Linked DNA regions of Mus musculus: region 2 is linked to region 1. Evidence: chromatin contacts called from public HiChIP or PLAC-seq data. All regions are on one chromosome and are shown on one strand. Each heading gives the region's core, a stretch centred on a gene start, on an enhancer-like site or on the middle of the called end of the contact. The rest is flanking DNA. Distances are from core to core; before and after follow the strand shown.

Region 1 (6,073 bases), core at 1,951-4,450:
CTGGACTACACAAGCAGATGTTCCTTGAAAACCTGAAGGTCGCATCCCCCTGACTCCTATCTATAAACGCCCTTGCTAGTTTCCACATCAACGGCTCACACCCTCCCTCCTTTTAGAAAAGCCCAAGCAGTCATTAAGCATGCACAGCAAGTGCCGCTCACATCACTAAAGCGACAAGTATTTTATTTCAACATTTCCAAGTTGCTCATGAGGCCCGGTGGTAGAAGCACATTGTTCAGGTGCCAGGCAGATGCTCTGTAGAGGTCTAGCATTATCACCGTTGGCCCTCCTGTGAGGGCGTGGTGCAGCCTCATGGGCTGCAGGGGAAGGACCACTCCCTTGGGTAAGCTCTGAGAGGAGTTAAGATGATGGGCACGCCAGTGAGAGGGCAGACTGCTGAGGCACCGGCAAAGGAGGCCGGGGGTGGGGGTGGGGTCCAGGGAGGTGTGGTACTTGGATGGGGCTGCTTCTCAAAGGTAGGGCTCACGAGAAGTGGCTGAGAAGAAACCAGAAAAAAGTGACCAAGACAAAGTCCACCTACACGTTTCCTGTCATTTCCAGAGCTGTGCCCAGTCCTCCTTCATCTCTCTCCTACACCCTAACGTGGTCAGCCCACTAACATCAACTGAGCCTTCTCTGGCACCCCTTCTTTCCGCTCTATCTTGATTAGCTAGGTCAGCCTCAGGTGGTTGCTGGGGAGATTCCAGGCCTACTGTGGTGGACATCCGAAACAAGAGATTCCCTGAGAGGGAGGGGTGTGGTAGCCATTTCCTGGGCCTAAGAAGAAGCCCACAAGGAAGGGAGAGCTTCCTCTTCTGTCACGGTGTAAACAGAACACAGGCAGACAGACAGATGGCACCGAGAGCTTCCGGAGGGAGCTGCTGGCATTCACAAGGCTTTGTCCTGGCCGTCGTTGGGTTTTGGGAATCCAGCTAGTCTTCGTGGTGATGGTGGTGGCGGCATGTGTGTGTGCATTTAATGTGTGTCTGTTGCCGTGGAGGCTGGCCGCGTGTGGCAGCTGGGCTTCCGTGTCTCTGGGATGGAGCTAGCGAGTGAAGAATGCCTGGCAAACCTCCCCTCCATCCAAGTCTCCTCAGCCCTTCTGCCGGCTCTGTAGCAGCGTTCCCTAGCCCAGTGCAACGCCTTTGTGGGTGTCTGTCTTGCATTTCCTCCCTGTGTCCCTACCAAGTGTCAGAAACGGGAAGGAAGGCAGGATGTGTGGGAAGGCAGGGCGGCATTGCCAAACAGCTCTGCAGGCAGAGGGACCAGGTCTGCTGAAGGGACTGTGGGACAGACTGGGCTAAGTTGCTCCTCCAGAATTGCCTCCAGGGCAAGAGGAAAAAAAAATAGTTGGAGGGAGGCTAAGTATGCACTCTGGCCAGGGGGCTGTGGGGAATGAGGTGTGGGCATGGTTTGGGCAGCTGTTAACAGTCCTCAGCAGGGAATAAGAGATGAGACCACCTGAGGCTAGTCTCAGCTGAAGTGAAGCATCTGCCGAGAGCCTCTCCACACCCACACACACCAGTCTGACCGGACCAGTGCTATCATTCTCCAAGACAAGGCCTAGGACACTGTGGTTAAGAGTCTCGTCCAACCCACAAGCAGAGGGTTTGAGCCTCTATCTATCTCATCCTGTTCAGAGAAATGTCACCAATACTCAGCGCTCACAATGTGGCAGTACTACTAAGTAAGGGGAGGCAACCGGGCAGGAGGAGCAAGGCCCTGGGAAGGTCGGCAGTGAGCCGGTAAGACTGAATCCGCATGGGGACGGTCAGATTGGAGACGGGAGTCTTAGCTGATGCTCAAGTCCGCCCTGCTCCTCTGTCTGCCTGGACCCCTCCTCAGAACAAACTTGTTCTTGGGCAGCCTTGTGTCTGCACAGGAGTTACAGGCACGGAAGGGAGACAGCAGACACGTGTGTTCATTGAAAGGGAGGGGCCCAGTGAGGACCCTGGGACCCTGGGGTTCTCCGGGTCATGGAATGGCCAGGCCTGCCTAAGGTCAGCTCCCCCAGCCAGTCCGCTCCCCCACATCGCTAGGGCCGCTCCTTGCATTCCCGGCCCTGGAGCCTAGGTGGCACCAAAGCCTCGTACTGGTGATCCCTGCGGCCGGGAACCGCCCACACCTGCGGACAGTGAACCAACCAGCCCTTCCTGGTGCCAGCGCAGCCCAGCTGCGGCTTCTGATGTCTGGGCTCGAGCCCCTCTGGAACAAAGGGGCGCCGGGGCTTTCTCGCAGACACCGAACTCGCCATTACTACCTCTTTTCTAGCTCTCCCTCACTCGCTTGGCCGGATGAGAAGAGACAGGCTGGCCGGCCCGGGTCCTGACTTCTCTGCCTCAGACACAGTCCAAAATAAGTAACATATCTGCTCTTTAAAAAAAAAAAAAAAAAAGCTCCCGTAATTTTGGTGAAAAAAAGAATGTGATAACATTAAATTCATTTTTAAGCTGTGTGTGTGTGTGCGTGTGCGTGTGCGTGTGTGTGTGTGTGTGTGAACAAAACAATCTATATAGACTTGAAAACAGTGCTCCTGTCGAAATACTGAGCGGCTTGAAAGGCTGGTAGTTTGTCCAGTGCCCAACCCCACAGGCACAGGCGGGTCCGCGGACCAACACCGATGTTCTCTGCAAAATTTTCCTCCTGTGGCTAAGTAGCACTCTCAGATCCTCCCGGGGGTGCTTATTGTAGGCTGCTATCGGGATGGGGAGGTTCCCGACTAAGCTCGCATTCCACCTAGAGAACCCAGACAAAGTCAGGAGTCCTTGGAAAGACGGTCCGCAATCGGCTGTGGTCAAGAAAGAATGCTCTTAGGGAGTGACACGGAGCAGGACCTTAACGTAATTTAGGGCAGATTTGGTAAGGGCAGAAGTGAACCTCGTTTTGTACAGCATCCTCCAGCCACACTAGTCCAAAAGCAGAAGAGTCAGATCCTTCGCCCTGCCCTGCCCTGCCCGGCCCTGCGCCCTGGCTGCTGTATGTGCAGGAATGAGTGGGGGGCTCTGCCGCCCTCCCACCGGACAGGGAGCGTGGACCCCGCCCCTCCCCCCCCCCCCTCCAGCTGCGGTAGCAGAGAAACAAAGTTCTTCGGTCTCAAAGTGACGCAAAAATTCTTGCGGAGCTCTTTGGCGGCGGCTATCTAGAGATCAGACCATGTGAGGGGCCGCAAGTACAAATAGCGCGGCGGGCGGCGCCACTCCAGCGGCCGCGCCGGTGCCTCGAGGGCGCGAGGGTCGAGCCGCCTCCGCAGCCCGGGACCCGCCGCCGCGCCTCCCGCAGGTGGGTCGCTTTCCCTTTCTTCTTATTCTTTTTTTCTCTCTTTTTTTTCTTTTCTTTTTTGTCTCTAACCCACGCTTCTTTCTAGAAGCCCTCGGTCCCCGCGCTTGACTGCCTGGATTTCGGGTGCCTTTGTCTGCACCGCGCAGGGTCCTTTCGAGGGACCCGATGGAAACCCTGGAGACCCAGAGCTGGCCCAGCGCAGCCTCGCTTTTTGGCAAAAGTTGCTGTAGTTTCCAGCCGTGATTCCGTGCTTGGGCTTTACTTTTGAGACAAGGGCTGGTAGGTGGCTTTATGCAAAGACGCTGGCAGACACAAATGCCCAAATAACCAGAGAAACCTTTGAGAGACACTTAAGAGGGTCAAGCCTCTCTCTGTGCGCTCGAATGGTCTCACTGCGGAGCGCGAGCCGACTCAGACAGCTCACAGGCCATTCAGAATTTATGGAAGTACCAGTGGGCTGTGCTATACTAAAGTGTGTAACCAACAGTTGCTGGAGGCGGGGGTGTTTCTAAAAGGCTGGTTGGTGGCCCGAGATTTTTTTTTTTTCGCGTTTGTGTGTGTGTTGCATATTGAATTATTCTTTTTAGTTAAGAGTGCTCAAGAATTTGAAGGGTGTGTATGTATTTTTATGATCATTTTTTTTTGTCCAGAAAAAATGAACCAGGTCAATGGATTATTTATGGACCTGCTAGCTCTCATCGTAGTAAGGGGAGAAATCAAATATTTAATGTGTTTTCAGTTACATGGGAAACATGTCTGAGAAAACAACAACACTGGGGTTTGTTTAAAAGTAATAGAGAGCCAAGACAGCGTTGGAGGCTGTTGGATGGACATGGAGGGGGAAACAGCTCTGACTATGGCCCTTCACTTTTTCGTGGAGCTGTGGATAGCTTCCTTCTCCCACCCTGGTCCCCAGCGAGAGGTACTGCTCCAGAAAAGGCTGATGGGCGGGTTCTTCTGCAGTGCAGGCAATATCTTACTTGTTTTGGGCAGCTGTGAGGCTTGAATCCAGGGTCTTTTGTACCCGGAGCAGACATCGTACCACTAAGCTACATGAAAAGTAGGGACCTAGCCTGGCAGTTAATCTCTGAAATCTCCTGGGTTGGAGCCTTGTAGAGACTTTGCATGGTAAGAAGAGAGAAAGAAAGACTGACTCTGCCCTGTGTGCTAAGGCATACTTGTACTGTTCAGGCGTTCAAGGTTGTCTTCAGCTTCTTAGCTAAGTCAAGGCTAGCTTACACAAGACCCATTTCCAAAGCAAAACAAAGCCGACCACCCCCAAGCAGCTTGTTCATTTGGGTATGGAGCTTTCCTTACTAAGCCTGAACAAGAGCAAGCTGAAACTCCTCCTCAGTAAACCTGGGATTCATGACACTCGGTTGGCCACATTTCAGAGTGGGAATTCCCAGCCTGGGCACTCAAGACTCAAGTCTGTTTCAGTTTCCAGTTAAAGAAAAAAAAAACCATATTATATATTTCTATATGGATGATATGTAACAAATATATATCCCCAGGGTGAAAAGGGGGATATATTAATATCTTAATGGAATCCACGATGTTTTGGGAAATTTTAGAATCCTATGAGCATTTTGATGGAACTTGGATTGGGGAGCAGTGTGTGTGTGGGGTGCATGTGGAAGAATTTCCCTGATGGGTGGTGACTGTGGAGTTTAGGGACATGGGTTGGGCTCTGTGGCAGGCTTACAAAATACTCTGGGTGCCCACACCCAAGAGAAACACGGGTAGTTCTGGAAATAAAGCCAGTTCACAGCCATCTCTAGGTTGTACTTGCTGAGTAGCACCGTTTGGACACACAAGGCAGTCGGAGGAAGCTGAGTTTTACTTTGGATTACTGCTTTGACAGACTTAATTCTTAAAATGCCAATGGCCAGGTGGGTTATTGTGCAGTCATTTCATGCTGGGAAGGCAAATAGGGCGTTAGCTGTTTTCAGTAACACTGGAGGTCCTCTGGGGCTCATGAACCAAGGCTTTGAGTAAGAGGAAATAGAGGGACCTTGGAAACAATGTTCAAGCTCTTGTGGCTAAGGTTCTAACAGCCCTCTTTGAAATAAAACAAAACACAAAATATAATCATGGTGCAAAATACCTACGGGCCAGGACCACTGCTCTAAGATGGAGTCCTCCTGGGATCCTCTTGTATTTCGGCCAAGGGCAGAGGCTCTGCACACTCAGACTCCTCTATGTTCTGTGCCTAAACCATGCCCCGCTAGTGGGTGGAGTTCTGGACTTCCTGAGTGAGCCCTGCTAGCTGAGCATACACTTACTGATTTCTCTGCTAATCTCCAGGTTGGCCCCTCCCTCTGAGGTTTTTGTGTCTGGCCAATGAGGCACCGGTAGGAAACCCACATTTGACAAAACACCTGCTTATTCCTACCTGAGTACAGCTAAAGCTTGTCTTCCAGGGGTCAGTTCCAAGAAAAATGCTTCCTTAGACAAAACAGCGTTCTAAAAAAAAAAAAAAAAAAAAAAATCTTCCTAGGAGAGTCCCAGGTAGAAAATGGATCAAATTACTTTTTAAAAAGAAACCTAACATCCCTGATTCCCTGATGGTCCCAGAGCACAGAGGGGCAGCTGATCGCTGGGGCGGGCATGAGACTCACCATGGGCCAACACAGCCACCTTACTTCCAGGATGACCTCTTGGCAGTGACTTTGGTCCATATTCAGAAAGTGCCAATCTGTGAGTAACAGCTCTGCCTGGCTGGCTCCTCAAGACTGGTGTGTGTGAGTGAGTGTTTTCCTCTCCAGATTGGGAAGTTAGATACTTGTTTACA
Region 2 (6,073 bases), core at 1,239-3,738, 33 kb after region 1:
GAGGTCCTGTGGAAGCACGCATCTCTGGATCTTGGCTTCCCCATCAGTAAAATGTGCTCCTTGGACAGTAGCGTGTTCCCAGGATCGACAGTTCCATGGGTCAGGAACAGTGGCACACAGTGCTGGGTAGAAATCCTAGCGAGTGCTGGATTAAGGAAAATCCAATACCTTTCTTTGTATAAGACTTCTGAGAGAGGCCTTTACTATCTCTGTGTGTACTTAGCCAGTGCAAATGGTAAGGCACGCCGTGCTCCCCGCCCGCAAGTACCTGGGAGAAAAGACACTTGGTTTTAAGGGAGGGGGAGAGGGAGATTTTTATTCTAACACAAAGTCTCCCTATGTAGTCCAGACTGGCCTTAAACTTTCCGTGATCCTCTGGGCCGCTGATCTGTGCTGGCATTATAAGATAGGTGCCACCACACCTACCTCACTAGGAGCTTTACAGAAATTACTTGTTAATTACCAGGTTTGACTTTCAGAAGCAGGAGGAGGGGAGGCTCCATATAAAACCTTGGTTTGGTTAAAAAAACAAAACAAAGGCCGGGCGGTGGTGGCGCATGCCTTTAATCCCAGCACTTGGGAGGCAGAGGCAGGCGGATTTCTGAGTTTGAGGCCAGCCTGGTCTACAGAGTGAGTTCCAGGACAGCCAGGGCTACACAGAGAAACCCTGTCTCGAACAACAACAACAAAAAACCAAAAAAAAAAAAAAAAACAAAAGAAACAAAAACAAAGTCTAAAAGAAAGGTAAATATAAGAGAAAAGCAAGCGTCTAGATTCTGCTGGGTATTGGCCATACCCAGATGCGCCCAGCTGTATAATGAGATTAGATCCTGATAAACCCATTATGAATTGAAAATGTCATTAAGTAAAAAAAAAAAAAAAACCACAGTGACTACACCTAACTAGCTTCCTGAACATTATAGCCTGGCAACACAGGACAGGGCTGTCATTCTCATGACCGCTTGGCTGGCTGGGAGCTGTGGCTTCAGGAGACACACCCAGCCTCAGGAGAGAGCAGTAGCCTCAGCCCTAGCAAGGGGAGATATAGGAATTGAGAACAGTTTCCATGGAATGGATATTACTCTTGCATCGTCATAAAGGAAAAACAGGTTATAGTAACCCGCTATAAGCTGGGGACTGCTTGTGTAAGTCTGCAGCGTATAGAATAAGCTCTATTTACTGCTTTAATTTGGGAATATACCATGCACTGGTAGCCTACAAGTCTCAAGGTTGGGGTCAATTGCTGGCCGAAGTCACCATTGCTGAAAGCCTTAGTGACCCACACAGAGATAACGGAAGATGGTCTCTAATGAGCCCATGCTTATGAAGGTGTCAGCAATGCTCTGTTCTTAGATTAGCTGTAGCTTATAGGTTAGATAGTCTCGTAGAAGGCTATGGCCTGGCAAAGTCTGAGCTCAGTAGTCGTCTAGTGGGCTGGCAAAATGGTTCAGCAGCAAAGGCTGCAGGAGTAAAATTGCTGGAACTTACACAGTAGAAAACTGACCCCTAAAAGTCACCTTCCGACCTCCACGTAGGCACCGCTCACATGCACCCACACATACGCACACCAGAATTAAGTACGATCTAAGCCTGGCAACTTGGGAGAATCCATGTCTAAATGGGCAGCTGTGAGCATAGGAAGGAGGTGGGGCGTGAAAGCCATTTTCTTTCAATGTTATTTACTGTGCTCGCCTCTCCCACACACTGTGAGGAGTGAGCTCTTTCCTGTGCATCCTAACTCCACTTAAGACTAATTCCAGGCCGGGCAGTGGTGGCACACGCCTTTAATCCCAGCACTTGGGAGGCAGAGGCAGGCGGATTTCTGAGTTTGAGGCCAGCCTGGTCTACAGAGTGAGTTCCAGGACAGCCAGGGCTACACAGAGAAACCCTGTCTCAAAACGAACTAAAAAAAAAAAAAAAGACCAATTCCAATTGTAAGGCATATTTCTATCTAATTAATGATAGTTTATAGAGTGGTGAGGGATGGCTTTCGGTGGCTCTTGGCACTGGCGGGCACCATGGCTGAGAGGTGGGATGTCTGCTCCCGGAGTGGCTCTGGGAAGCCTTGTCTGTTTAGTCAGTCATGCTGTGGCCAGCAGGGTTCCGCCGTAGGACTGTTCCTTAAGTTCCTGTCACAACCACACTCTTCCTGCACCCGACGCTTGTACTTCTCCACTCTGACATTTTCATCTGTATTAGAAGTTGGGAATTTCTTCTTTTAAAGGCTAGTGAGGCTATTTCAACTTATTGTGAAATATCATTAAAATACTCTCAATGTTTTAATATTAATGTTGAAATGTCTTTTCAAACAAGACTTTGTAACACTGCACTTTTCTTCCCAACAGCGCATTATTAAAAGTATCACTCCTGAAACACCAACGGAAATTCCGTGTGGGGACATCCGCATGAATGCTGTGTAACACACTGAGGGAGAGGACATGGCCTCCCAGCCCCCGACTCCTCATCTCTGAAAAGCCCCACCTTGACTCCTCCCCTCTAAGCCAAGCTGATGATGTAAGGTCTTTCTCCATGGAGTCACAGTCCTAAAGACTATGGTGCCCAGACTCTTGTGGGTTCCAACCACTTCTTTCCATGAACTCTCTTGGACTTACTGCCACATTAGCTGGTGACACGGCTGAGCTGACTTGGATATGTGAGGAGAGGAAGGAGGGGATGAACGCCACCCAGTCATCAGCTAGCTTCAGGTTTAGATTAGGTCTGTGAACGTCTGTATCATGTTCTGGGTATGATCATATTGCCCTGCATCTGTTTGCTTCTAAAGCCTTCAGTGTTCATGAATACATAAACCACCTAAGAGAAAACAGGGATGTCTTGCTAGCCATATATATTTTCTCAGTAGCATAGAACTCTGTAGCCGGAATCTACTAGAACCCTGTAACCCACGTGCTGCTGTGAGGTTAAGAAAGGAAGACGTAAAGACGCTACACTGAAAACTGATATATATGTGTGAGCTCTTGTGTCTGTCCATTGTTGTCTGTGTCCCCTCAATTCCAACACTCCGGGCCCATTACAAACTATATAAATGGCCTCTAATTTTTCTTACATTAAACAGATTCTACCTACTCAATTGGGTTTGTGTTATTAGAAGCATGCTGGGTTACCATCTCCTTTCCCGGTGTCTCTTCCACCACCCACCTCCCTGTTAGGCATTCAGGATAAAGGTCCTTGGGCAAACCTGGCCTGTTCTATCAGTCACTATGGCCACTGCTTTCCAGATGGTTGTAGCCAGATGCAACTTCCACGTGCAGTTGGGTATCTGGTTTAAATGGCTGAGGGTTTGACTATTCAGGTTATTGGTCCTGTGGAGCCAGGGCAAACCTGACTTCTACTTAGCTCTGGGGTACATAGGTCTAATTCTATGAGCTAAAAGGCAGATCTTCTCCACCCGGGAGCAATCGCAGAATCGGACTTGGCTTTAAACGACCGCCCTTCACCGTGATCCCATCTTGACTCTGCCAAGGGGTCCTGATGACGAGTTCCAGGATGCTTTCCAAGTGAATGGCTTCTCATCCATGTGAGCATGGTACTGATTACGTAAATCTGGACTTGGGTGACTTAGGCTTGGATGAAAGAAAGCATGGAGGCAAATCTTACCTTGAGGCCTGAGAGTCCTTCATTAAAACCTTTAAGGAAACAATCGATAAAATCAATTACCTGGCACTCTATAACTTCGAGTCCTCCATATAAAATTTAAACAAACTTCGTAAAAAGAAAGTCCCAGCTTGGTGTGGTAGAAGCAGGAAGATCATGACGCTAATGCCAGCTCAGGCTACATAGTGAGACACTGACTCAAAGAGCCGTGTGCGCGCGCGCGTGTGTGTGTGTGTGTGTGTGTGTGTGTGTGTGTGTGTGGGGTGGGGTGGGGAATCCATATATGAAAGGCTTACAGTTATCCTACTGTAGGTGTCTCCCTTGGTTCCATTTCCTCAGCGGTGTCTTCCTTGAGCATCTTCTGCTATCTCTGTGCCTCTTGCTCACCCTTCATAATTTTCCGATGTGCTCATTTGTGCTTTTTTCCCCACAATATTTTCCTTACTCATCTGAGCTTCTGAGGAGCTTGCTAAGACGTTACAGGGAAGGAGGGGTTGGAGCTGTCTCTCTCCTGACAGGAAAGAACCTTCACCTCTCAGCCTGGCCCGCTGCCTTCTTCCTGTTCTCGTTACTTTCTTATGTGCTGAAGAAGAGAAATTATCTGCCGGTGGCCTGCAGTCAGTGGTAAACAGTTCTGCAAAATTGAAGAATCTTGGTTTTTTTTTTGTTTTGTTTTTTTTTCTAGACAGAGTCCCAACTAGCCCAGGCTAGCCTCAAACTTATTATGTAGCCAAGGATGGCCATGAATGCTGGGATTATATGCATGTGCCATGATGCCAGGTTTATGTGGTCCTGAGGATGAAATCCAGGAGTTCATACATGCTAGGCAGCATCTTAAGTATATCCCCAGCTTAAGATAGATTCTCGTTATCTCATAGACACACAATTTTCTCAAAATACCACCTTTCCCTCTGTTTCTGAGTAGCTTAGAGTAGCCTTGAACTCAAAATCCTCATACATTAGCCTGCCTTGTGCTGGGATTACAGCCAGGACAACCAAGTTCAGCACAAAAAATTAATTTTTGCAATAGGCACTTGCTCAAACTGAAGTAAGAATGTTTTCGGCAAGCCAGTCATTCAAGGAATTATACAGGAGTTTTCAATGTTGGAGGTTTCATGCAAGTGAAAAGGAATATCCAAAGTACCTGTTGCTTTTAATTGTTTGCATTGGTGTCTGATCCCCATTTATCAATAATATAGATTTTTCCTCACAATTTTTAATTTATTTTTAATTTAATTTTCATTTCTATACATTTTATTATGAAAATAATTTTGCAATTAAATACCACACACCAAAATGAACCAGACCCAGAGGCTACTCACATCAGTGCATTTCTATACAGTTATAAGAGCCATTCTAAAGTTCTTTTCCTTTTTGTTTTTCAAGACATGGTTTCTTTGTAGCCTTGGCTGTCCTGAAACTTACTCAAAAGCAGAGACCGCCCGCCTCTGCCTCCTGAGTGCTGGGATTACAGGCGTGTGCCACCCCACACAGCAATCATTTATATTTCTATGGACTTTCCCTCCCCCAAAACTGAAAACCCCATGGCAGAATTAGAACTAGAATAACAAAGGACCCACAAAACAATTCCGCCCCATGGGCTAGGGAGGTATCTCAGTACTGGGCTTCCTGCAGAAGGACACAACTTGGATCCCTAGACACAAGGTAAAAAATCTGGAGGCTGAGACATATTTATAATCCCAGCACTGAGGAGCAGGAAGAGGCAGCTCCTGGAGGCTCACTGGCTAGTTAGCCTAGCCTACACGGAGTGCATTGTCTCAAAAAGCAAGATGAGTCTGGTGTGGCGAGATGCCTGTAACTCCAGAGCAAGATGGAGGCAGGAAAGTTGCTGGGACCTGCTGGTGAGTGTCAGATCCTGTCTCAAAGGAGTGATAAAGTAGGACACAGGAAATCCTAGTCTGGCTGTCATACATACTCCCATGTACATACATACATACATACATACATACATACATACATACATTCACACACACACACACACACGCACACACACACATGCACACACACACGCGCACATACACGCACACATAAACACACACGAACACACATGCACATACACACACACACACATAAACACACACACGAACACACATGCACACACACACACACACACACATAAACACAGGGTTAAAAGTACTTGTTGCCTTTGCAGAAGACCCAGGTTTGGTTCCTAGGACAAACATGGTGGCTCACAAATATCTCATGCTGGCAAACACTCAGATACATAAAATAAATATAATTTTTTAAAAGAAGAAAAACAAGGCAATGGCCCCTGAGGAATGACATCTAAGGTTGATCTCTGGCCTCCAAACACATGTGGCTACATGTGCACCTGCAGCAACACACATACACATACATGAACACATAGTTTGGGCCTTGTGAAAGCCAAAGTTGGTAGAGAAAAATAAAGAATAAAAATTCTAAAACAGGTGGCAATATT

What was found. HiChIP or PLAC-seq counts read pairs in DNA pulled down with a chosen protein or histone mark.
Region 2: a contact with region 1 is called in an H3K27ac HiChIP or PLAC-seq map of the HPC-7 cell line, with 4 times the contacts expected there. The contact joins the enhancer-like site here to the promoter of Slc6a4 in region 1. A contact is called at or near these places in 5 of 39 promoter capture datasets (the 3T3-L1 cell line, embryonic stem cells, epiblast stem cells and 2 more), 1 of 15 datasets of contacts at CTCF or cohesin (the NIH/3T3 cell line), 13 of 484 Hi-C or Micro-C datasets (B cells, the C2C12 cell line, ECoMG-derived neutrophils and 9 more), 6 of 115 datasets of contacts at active chromatin or transcription factors (the HPC-7 cell line, embryonic fibroblasts and embryonic stem cells) and 4 of 9 other capture datasets (adipose tissue, embryonic stem cells, liver and 1 more).

What each region holds. Positions count from the first base shown.
Region 1 is chr11:76,995,397-77,001,469 of GRCm38.p6, forward strand. Slc6a4 (solute carrier family 6 (neurotransmitter transporter, serotonin), member 4) reads left to right here and starts at 3,201. Exons shown (of 14, transcript NM_010484.2): 1 at 3,201-3,279. RefSeq lists promoters at 1,046-3,251, 2,673-3,251, 2,907-3,251 and cis regulatory regions at 1,157-1,178, 1,256-2,195, 2,673-3,123, 2,673-2,906, 3,100-3,107.
Region 2 is chr11:77,029,258-77,035,330 of GRCm38.p6, forward strand. Slc6a4 (solute carrier family 6 (neurotransmitter transporter, serotonin), member 4) reads left to right here. Exons shown (of 14, transcript NM_010484.2): 14 at 2,346-3,086. The coding sequence ends at 2,420. Among named protein-coding and RNA genes, the nearest start is that of Gm22772, 21 kb to the right of the region's middle. Within about 2 kb of position 2,489, at least 7 of the 459 cell types and tissues checked have an H3K27ac peak or open chromatin away from gene starts, as enhancers often do. A contact at or near this core is called in the HPC-7 cell line, where this site is marked.